Regions from separate parts of the Zea mays genome. Here region 2 is linked to region 1. The links are chromatin contacts, called in public Hi-C maps. All regions are on one chromosome and are shown on one strand. Each heading gives the region's core, a stretch centred on a gene start, on an enhancer-like site or on the middle of the called end of the contact. The rest is flanking DNA. Distances are from core to core; before and after follow the strand shown.

The links. Hi-C and Micro-C count contacts between places; a contact is called where the count stands out from the background.
Region 2: a contact with region 1 is called in a Hi-C map of ear, with 3 times the contacts expected there. The contact joins the promoter of LOC100285839 here to the promoter of LOC103641852 in region 1. A contact is called at or near these places in 2 of 25 Hi-C or Micro-C datasets (ear and leaf).

Annotation. Positions count from the first base shown.
Region 1 is chr10:133,665,918-133,670,729 of Zm-B73-REFERENCE-NAM-5.0, forward strand. LOC103641852 reads right to left here and starts at 2,211. Exons shown (of 2, transcript XM_020545912.3): 1 at 171-2,211; 2 at 1-82. The coding sequence starts at 2,118.
Region 2 is chr10:134,432,960-134,438,453 of Zm-B73-REFERENCE-NAM-5.0, forward strand. It overlaps LOC100285839 (cytokinin-O-glucosyltransferase 3), which reads right to left and starts at 2,316. Exons shown (of 1, transcript NM_001158729.2): 1 at 408-2,316. The coding sequence starts at 2,228. The coding sequence ends at 726.

The DNA of each region.
Region 1 (4,812 bases), core at 961-3,460:
GGCGGCCGCATAGAGCAGCTTGTCCACCCACACGTTGAAGATGAACTCCAGCAGCTGCGGCACTTGCTGTCGCTTCTGCACACTGATGCCAGCCTCTATTAGTGTATTAGCAAGCGCAGCTGCATTACCAACAACGAGCCTGCCTTCGTTTCGGTCAAACCATCTCCGACCTGCTTTCAGTCTCTCTAGCAGCATTTCGGCAAGCTTGTCTTGAGGAGGCGGAGTATCTTTGGCTGCTGTAGACGACGACGACGACGAACCACCAGTAGTTTTCTTCTTGCCGTCGTCCCATATCTCGTGCAAAGTTTGGCGGATTTTCTCGAGCAGGCTGTGGAGCACAAGGCCAGGCAGCATGTGTCGACGTACAGCGACGAAGAACATGAGGTATTCTGACATCACCTTGATCGCCGTCACATGGGCATCGGCGGCGTCGGCCGAGGATCCCCCTGGTATGCTGACTATGCTCTCCTTGCCGCTTGATGACGAGAAGAGAATGCAGGTGGCCATATGCCACATGAGGACGTCCTCCTCGAATTCACGGCCGAAGCTGGGCAATTTCGGTTTCTTGTTACTTGTTTTCCTACCATTTTTACGGCCGCGACCGAACAGGTTCGTCTTGGCGTCCTCCAGGGCCTGCTGACCCCAGAGTGTCCTGATGTCTACCAGGGTGTAGCGGCATCCAATTCCATTCTCATCCGTCTTCTTATCAGCATTATTATTTTTGGTCGACACCAGTATTCGCTGCACTCGCTGGATCAGCGATTCCTTGACGTCCTGAGGAAGCTCACGCAGATACTCTGTCTCCTCCAGCTCCAATTTTTTTTCCAGCCAGCTCCCGAACCGCGTCCACCATGGACGGCGGGCACCACGGTGAGCAGCAGCAACGCTGCACGCCTGCAGCAGGTTGTACCTCCCGATGGTGCCCGACCACGTCCTGTAGTAGCTAACTGGATCGCTGCCGAATAACCACGACAACGGATGCAGGGCGTCGACGGCGCGGTGGATCCGGCGCCATCTCCCGCTGCACAGCAAGTGGTGGCGAAGCCACCATGCCCATGGCCGCGCCTCTCTGAGGGCGGCGTACGTCCAGGTAGAACCAAGGGCTCTGAGCAGCCACATCAGGTCCATGGCGAAGGCAACAACCAGCAAGAGGTAGGTGATGTCGACGAAAGATCTCCTGATGATGATGGCCCGGCGGCTGCGGCTGCCGATATACTGGTTGAAGAGCAACACTGCGGCAGCGGTGGCGAGGGGCGACACTAGACGGTTGAGGTAGCCTGCAACCGGGCAGGTGTGCAGCACGATGGCCTTGGTGTACAGGGCCTCGTACATGAGCGAGAGCTCCATCTCCACCACCTTGCACATGCGCTCCCATCCCAGCAGGAAGATCTCCTCGCTGGCACGCTGCTTCTCCGTGCCCGGGAGCACCGAAGAATCGGACAAGGCACGACGGCAGACATGGAACAGATCCTGAGCAAGGCACAGCGCGTCGTTGCTGCTTGTTGCGGATGTGAATCGTCCCGGTCCCGGTCCCGCGCCCGCGACCTTCTTCTTCTCCTCCTCTTCCTCCTCCCCCTCCTCCTCCTCCATCATGCTTTTGGATTTCCATAGCGCGTACCACTTCTCCACATACCTGACAATGCCTATGGGCAACATGATGGCCGACGCCGTCGCCAGCGGCGTCCAGGTGCGCGCGCGATATATGTACTTGTACTGAGCGTAGAAGGCGCCCCCGACCTGGAAGACCATCTCGAGGAACTTGCGCACGGACAAGGCGCTGTCCTCCAGCGCGTAGGCGGCCATGGTGTCCGGGCCGCCCAGGTGCAGCAGCAGGAACGGCGCCCAGAACGCTATCACCTGCTGCTCCTCCGCTGACCCATCGGAGCCGGAGAGGGACAGGCTTCCGAGGGCGCCCGTCGCGGCTATCTCGGCGCCCTGGTATGCCAACCAGACAACGCGCGTCACGAACCACAGCAGGATCGACCGCCAGCGGCCGGACGTCGAGCGCCGGCGTGTCCAGGACAAGAGGCTGAGGACGACGATTGTCACCAAGCTGGAAATTACAGAGAACCGGAGCCCCCAATCGCTCCATAGCTGCGCAAGGACGTCGACGAACATCCAAGCTGCTGCTGCTTTAGAGTATAACCAGACACGGATCCGGAGACCGCGCCAAATGACAGCGGCTGGATAGCACGTGGCATGTGCATCCCCACTCACCCTAATGACATATAAATCTATTGCCCCGAGTCGTCGTCTTTGATGAAAACTGTTCAAAATTAACGTAAATGCATAATCGATCAATTCGTCGTGATAGTAGGAATTTATTATTTTCTATATCATAAACTCTATAGACACCATTTATCTTTCTCTATGTGTAATCCTAAGGTACTTTAAATTTTTACCACAGTTAGATTTTCAGAAAAGAAAAGCTCGTCGAGGAAAAAAACAAGCTAAAACAAACCAGCGCAAGGTAGACCGTGCCTCGATCGTCTCCACCCGCATCGGTTTTCCCTAAATTTCTATTCCTATATCACTTTGTTGAATTATATCATTAATATTTTATCCCTTGCTTTTTCATCTCCCGTAGCGGTTCTCTTAAATACTTCTTCTATACCCCACTATAACCATAAAATAACATTTACTACACCTACTTTTATCTATTATCAATTTTTCTTTAACGAACATTTAATTAAACAGTACAAGTATAGTGTTTGGAGGCATCGCCACCGCCCTCCACATCTAGCGAAGCACTATTCTCAGTGCTAACACTGTTGAGGCTTTAGGGGTGGCCGCTGCACCCCTCTCGTTACACTATGTGAAACGTATACAGTGTTAGGAGAGGGAGGGAGGGGCTGGTCGCATGCGCTGCACACAGCCTCATGTGTCGCCTTCTCTCCCGTCCCATCCACGCTGACATAATTACAGGCCACCAAACACATTCATCATCATGTCACGCCCGGCAGGCAAACGGGCCCATCATCCTCGCCGCGAACGATTTTTTCCTCCCAATTAAACCGACCTGCACGTTACATCATATGGAAATGTATGTATGCGTGTGTGTCTATATATATATATATATATATATATATATATATATATATATATATATATATATATATATATATATATATATATATATATATAGTTCATGAACAGAAATATGGTTTGCGTGTAAGTCGGACCATTTTCTCAAGCTCTCGTCCCTGCCCGGCGAAGTAGTCGTTATATCAGTCACTAAAATAATTAGTACGTTTTAGTTAACTATATATTAGACACGGAATTAATGTACAAAAACTAGAAAATATATAGCGCATACCAAATGGGCCGTGCTTTTTCGTATCGTGTCTGAGCTGGCCCATCGTGGCTTTTTCGTATCGTGTCTGAGCTGGCCCATCGTGTTAGTGCCAAATGACCATCTATAATTGCACCTGCTTCAAGTGTATCTTGTTACAAACAAAAGGCCTTATGACCAACTAGGACTTTAAGTCTAGATATTATAGTTTATATCTATGATAGTTAATTTGATTGTAATTTGATCAAACTTTATACATGCCACACATAAGAATATACACTGTTAGTTGGCCACAACAAAGAGCACAACACTTCGAGCAAATCTTTCATGGTAACATAGCCACCTTTTCTGAAATCAAGTAAAAAAGAGAACAATAGAGACAACCTCATGGTCGTCGCCCTCAACGTCGGTCTTTGAACTGGTAGTCGATGAGAAACTTATTCGAGACTGAAAGGGAAGGAGTCTCTAAGCCATTTATATATATATATATATATATATATATATATATATATATATATATATATATATATATATATATATATATATATATATATAAGCGGTGTTCTAGAGCTAAGTTTGAGACAAAATGAGAAATATAAGTTGAAGTGTTGGAAAAAGATGAGAACCTATGGCTTAGAATTGTTGAATGGACTCTTGATATGTTTGTCTAAGTCATGGAGGTACTCAAGAAGACAGCCAAATCGAGACAAAAAAGAATAACCCAAAAAGAACTTAAGATTGAAGAGCTATATACGTTGAAACTAAATGTTGGGGCACCACACTAGTCTAGTGTGCAACAAATGAGCCACATCCCGAGTGCATAGAGATTATGTTGTTCGGACATCTGATACCTGGCGCACCGGACCTGTCCGGTGTGCCAATAGACCACGCATCGGACTGATTGCGCAGAGACGACGTAAATCAACTCAAAGCAGCTAGCGCACCTGTCCGAGGTCCGATGAGCACCAGACCTATAAGAGTCTAACAACTGACTTCAGAGTTTGACGGTCCGGCTGTCAGTGGTAGGGTCCGATGGTGCACCGAACCGGTCCGATGCCACCTGACATTGTGTTCAAAACAAACACTGAATAGGCAGTCTGATAGAGGTCCACTATGCACCGGACGAGACACTATAGTAGGTACAGTGCATCCGAGTTTAGAATAGGTTTTTGGGAATTGATGATCCCAACAACTATTTGGGTGGTTGGGCTATAAATACACCTTGAACCAGCCCATTCAAAACACAAGAGTTGGGCAACAACTCCAATATGCTATAGCAACATTCCCAAGTGTGATCAAAGCTTCCCAAGTGCCACAAAATAGTGAATTGAGCAAAGAGATAGCAATTCATGTGTGATTTGTGATAGAGCCTTGAGAGAGTGCAAAAGAGAAGAGTGTGTGTTGTGCTCCTATGAATTGGTGCAAAGCACCCATTCATTCTAAAAGCTAGCAAGAGCCTTAAAATGTGTGAAACGCCTTGCGAAGACTTTGGTCTGAGAAAAGGGAGAGGAGTCTTGTTT
Region 2 (5,494 bases), core at 1,066-3,565, 770 kb after region 1:
TTGTTTTGTATGCCTTTGGCTTCTCTAGGAAAGCACCTTTGACAAAAGAAACAAGAGCTAAAGTCATTTTTTGAGAAGAAGAAGAAGAAGCCTACCAAATAAGGCATGATTTACAAAGCATATACATATATCTATATTCAAATTAACTTTATAATCTTTAATTAATAATTTTTAACTATTATTTGGTTATTCGCATTACACACGGATTAGATAGGAATGGAAAAATTGAGAATAAGTTTGACTTATTTGAGATTTAAATCCACCCAATTACATTTAATCCACATGGATTGAGAGCTAACCGAACGCGTCCTAAGTGGAGAAACTAGACGGAAAAACGTGGAATCGAGCACATGGATTGAGAGCTAACCGAACGCGTACTAAGTGGAGAAACTAGACGGAAAAACGTGGAATCGAAGAAACCTCAGGTATCATAGAGAAGACGCTCATATGACTATATGTCTAATTCTTAGGCAACGCACATGAGTCATTGATCTTCAATCCAACGGCTCTTTGTTACTCTTCATTTTGTCGCTTCTGTTGCCGTTTTTCCTCTGCTCCTGTCCTGTCCACTCGCAATCCTGGACAAAGTTTGCCCGGCCTGCAGCGTTCCTGAAACCTACATGTACCACGTTTTGCTTGCAGTCCTAGTTTATTAACCTTTATTAGGGAGAAATAAACTAAGTTTGGGTGCCGAAACAGACCACGAGTCCACGACCACTCCATTTTCAAGCACCAAACTGTATCAGCTTCTCCAGGTTCATATATGACGATCCTCCATGCTCCAGAGCAGTCTTTGATTTGGCCTTCAGTTCCTTAGCTTTCGTCTTCCTTGCCTCCCCATCCGCCCCTCCATCCATGAGCATATCCAAGGCTTGCTTCACCTGTTCCATTCCCACATCTGCGTCCGCCTTGCCACCGCCGTCTTTGGCACCGGTCAGCACGCTCTCCGTGGGCTTCGTCACGCCGACAGACAATCCGATGCCAAGCACGTGGACGATCAACTTCTCGTTCAGGAACTGCTCGGCGGAGAACGGCCAGGTGGCCATGGGCACGCCCGCGGCGACGCTCTCCAGCGTCGAGCCCCACCCGCAGTGCGTCAGAAAGCCGCCGACGGCCGGGTGCTCCAGGATGGCGACCTGCGGCGCCCACCCGCGAAGCGCAAGACACTGGCTCTCCGGGAGGCCGCTTCCATCGGTGTTGCGCTGCAACCACTCGTTGACGTCATCGGGCAACGTGTCTGCGCCCTTGATGACCCAAAGGACAGGCCAGGGGCACGACACGAGCGCCAGCCCGAGCTGTATCAGCTGCGCTGGAGGCATGCGCCCGGCGCTGCCGAAGCTGACGTAGAGAACGGAGTCGGCTCTCTTGGCGTCCAGCCACGCCATGCACAGCCTGGCATCGTCCGAGTTGGCCCGCGAGTCGAGGAGGCTAGGAGGTGCGGCGGCGCCGCACAGCGAGACGGGGCCGACGGAGAGCACGGCCTTGCCCGTGGCCGCCGCGAGGCGCGAAACCGAGCCGTGCTCCAGCTCCTCGAAGCTGTTCACGACGATGCCGTCCACGGCCAGCTCGAACTCCCGGAGCTCCCGGTGGCGGTCCTCCGGGATGGAGGAAGACGGCTGGAAGTGGATCGGCAGCTGCCTCCTGGCGAACCTGAACTCGAACGGCGGCAGGGCGGGGAGGTCGAAGAGCTCGTCCGGCGACCCGACCGCCTCGTGCGGCCTGTGCGTGTTGAGGTACTCGCAGCACAGCAGAGCGAACGCGCAGAAGCCGTGGAAGATGAAGCAGGGGGCGCCGAGCTCGCGCGCCACGCCGTGCGCCCACGTGTGGCACATCCCGGCGACGACGCAGCTCGGCCGGGGGTGCGCCGCCGTGGCCGTGGGCAGGCGGCGGCAGTGCCGCGCCACGGCCTCGCCGAACCGCGCGGTGGCGACGAAGAAGTTGGGCACGAGGTCAGGGGAGGGGATGTGGTCCGTCCTCTCGCAGCCGTCCGGCAGGCCGGCCTCCGCGCCCGGGAACGGGATCGCGGTGACCGTGACCCCCGCTGAGCCTTGCCCGGCGCGGTCCACGCGGCTCTGGACGAGTTGCGAGCTGGAGGGCGTGGTGATGATCGTGACCGCGGCGCCGTGCGCGGCGAGGAGGCAGCCGATGTCCACGATGGGGATCATGTGGCTGGTGGCTGGCCATGGGATGACCACGAAATGGGGCTTTGGGCACAGGGTGGCCTCCATTTCCTATGTCGTTCCTGTCACCTTGACGAGAATGCAAGAACTCTGCACAGGGTTGTGGTATCTACCTGTGTAAGGGTTCCCGATGCATGTTTTGCTTCTGCTAGCAGAGCGGCTTATATATATACCGCAGCAGAAGTGCAGTGGACAAAGCCAAGTAAAACAAGATTGGTGGCGACGTGTGCATTGTCGTCTTTGTATAGCCTGAACTAACTGATAAGGACCGGCTGGATTTGTCCAAACTCCACAAGTTATTTATTTTTCTGCAATCCTCCAAATTACACAATGTCCAGACTTGCCACACGATGAGCCGACGCTGGGCGTAGCGCTGGCGCTCGACGTACGCCAGCTTCCACAATAGCTTCGCCATGGCATTTCGTTGGTTTGCGACTTTGAGTAAACGCTGGTGCTGCTTGCTTGCTTGCCAGTGTGACTGTTGCTACACTCGTTGCCAGTGTCACAGAAATAGGCTTTGGCCGTTCTTGGGAGAGGTTAAGCAATTCGATTTGGATTTGACGCCACGGCATTGCTGGCTTACACTGATCCTGGATGTTGCAATTTGGCCTGTAACCGTTATACTGATGGCGACTGCAGATTAATGCATCGGAGACAGAATACTCGGCAGTTGATGGTTCAGAGATCGAGTTCTTGGGCCATCTGCCTTCCCCCGGGCCCGCATGTGGGTGGATGGTTCAGAGATCGAGTTCTTGGGCTGCCGCCTCCTGCTAGTATCTAACTTGTCTTGTGGGTGGATGGGCTTATGTCGTCGAAGGTGCATGAATTATGACGGAATTTTAGTTCGAATCACATTTGTTTTTTTTTCATTTTCAGCGGGTGCATTTGCATCTCTTGATGTCAGTTTACCTTTGTCAATGGCTGCCACAAAGTACGCAAGATACTAGCACAAGAATAAAGGTGTGAACATTGTGACAGTAGACCCACACAAAAGACAAGAAGGGAAGTGGAAAGAGTGGGGCTGTCCGTGGTATATACCAGTCGAGAGTTTGGATATGCATACCGTTTTGCCACATAAATATGATGGAGTCTCCAATTTATAAAATAGTTTTGCATACTTGTTTTTTATGTAAAAGATTCAGAGTGCCCAATAGAACTGGTAGACGATCCTCGGTTAAGAAACCTCGATTGTTGGATAAATTTTGACCGAATTTCATCTAGAAAAAAATGAATTGCAGCTATATATATGTATCGGAGTGTGTAAACGGTCGCAAATGCGTAAGACAAGTGCCCACAAGCAAATTGTTCACATTTCCAAGACGCTGCCTCTCCTCGTAACCCAAATTCACGGATCCTCTCCCCCTCTTCTTTGTTTGTGTGTCCACATGCTGGAAGTGAGCATCTTGTTTGTATGCTCGCATCGTTCTTCATCATCCTGTTTTGCACATTCACGTCAGCGGACTGCTGGACACAGCCTAACAAAGGCGACAATCTAAATTCTTTGAGTTGCGGTACAAAACAGATGCTCATAACGAATACACTCATCCATATTTCTTATTAACGTGTGTGATCTTAGCATATGAACAAAGTAGAAAACAACGTAACTGAATATGACTGAAAAGAGGAACTATACCTAAGGACAGACATGTTATCAATTGGAGTATTCATCCTGCTTGATGCAGTGATCAGCAACAGGATGTTGGAGCTCAGTACCAGGAAGGAGATGAAGCGAGAGTAGCTGTGTCACTGTCACTTCCCAAAACATGAGTGGCATCCTTCAACTGAGTAGATGAACACTTGAACATCAGTAGTTTCGAAAGACCTGCTCTTGACAAGTCTCCTACGTAGGAGTAACTATGAGTTGTCACTTGGCGTGGTTGAGCAGAAGGGGTGCTCTCTAATATAGGCGCGACAGAAGCTTAGTTTAATGACCATGGACGCTAGCAAAACAAACATAAACATTCATCCTCATTAGAGCATATAACTTTCAGGCGCGAGCGAGCACATGTACGTGTGGCACATACGTCACCTTTTCAACTTCACAAAAGGTATATACTAAGGGGTTGTTTGTTTGATATTATAATATATCCAGATTATATAATCTAACTTATTTTAGACTAAGTGTTAGATTAAAATAAGTTAGATTACATAATCCGAGTAGGTTATAATTCCAAACAAAAAATGCCCTAAATTCACTTTTAAAGATAGTTAAAACTTTCTTCCACTTCTAATATGGCATTAAACTCTCTCAACACTTTAATTAGCATTAATATGAACCATGAAAATATTAATTAAATTAAATAGATTAATCCAATTAGATCCAACGTAGGCTACATACCTTGATACAGTGTATGGCTGAAGTTCTAGTAGTAGACTCAAGGAATCATGTATTAGCGGGCGGTACAAGCTAGGCATTAAGTAACGATACGATCCTGCGTTGTAATAATGAGTAGGGAAAAGTGGTCATAAGGAAAAGAAGTCAAATTAAAATCTATACTATACTTGAAGCACCAGTTTTAATGGTCGTTCTGCGTCATCTTTTTACAAATAACCACTCACAGCTATTTTAAATTAATCTGTTGCACGTCTATAGATGGCCAAACGGCGTCCGTCACGAGCCAGACGCACGCGGGCCACAACAATGCCTCAGACACGTCATGCGGGTCTGCTGACTTTGTCGGGTCAGCCCGTTAGCCTGTCGGTCCATTTAATTAAATCAGCATAAAATGTTAAAAAACGGTGCAGAAGGTGGGGGTTCAAACCCATGCACTGATGGAAGAAGGGCGGGAAGCAGTGGGTGAAGCTGTCTAACCAGTAGAATATCATTGTAAGATGTTTTTAATATTGAATATAAATTATATATATATGTATATACGCTTTTTGTAAAATAAAAAAATAGTGGCGTGCCGGGCCAGCACTACGGACCGAGGCTACTGCCCAAGCACGACACGACGCTCTTGGCTCTTGCAAGCATCAGGTCGTTTCTGAGACCACATTGGCGATATAGACTACATGGTGTTTGAGGTTGCTAAATTAGATGGAGCAACAATGATCTATCACACTAACAACAAAATGAAAGGTTATTTGTTGGTTTTAAACGTTAGTAATTGCTACGAAGTAGCATAATTTATATGGAGCGCAGATACATAACTTTAGCAATCACTCCATATTTTGATCTATATTTTTTTTATAAGTTTGAGTTTATGTGACTTATTTTAGAAACTCGAGCTCACAAACTTTTTCTTATTTGGTCTCTGTATGGTGGAATTATTTCATTATATAATCTTTGTTCGTTCAGTCAGTCGTTTGAACTC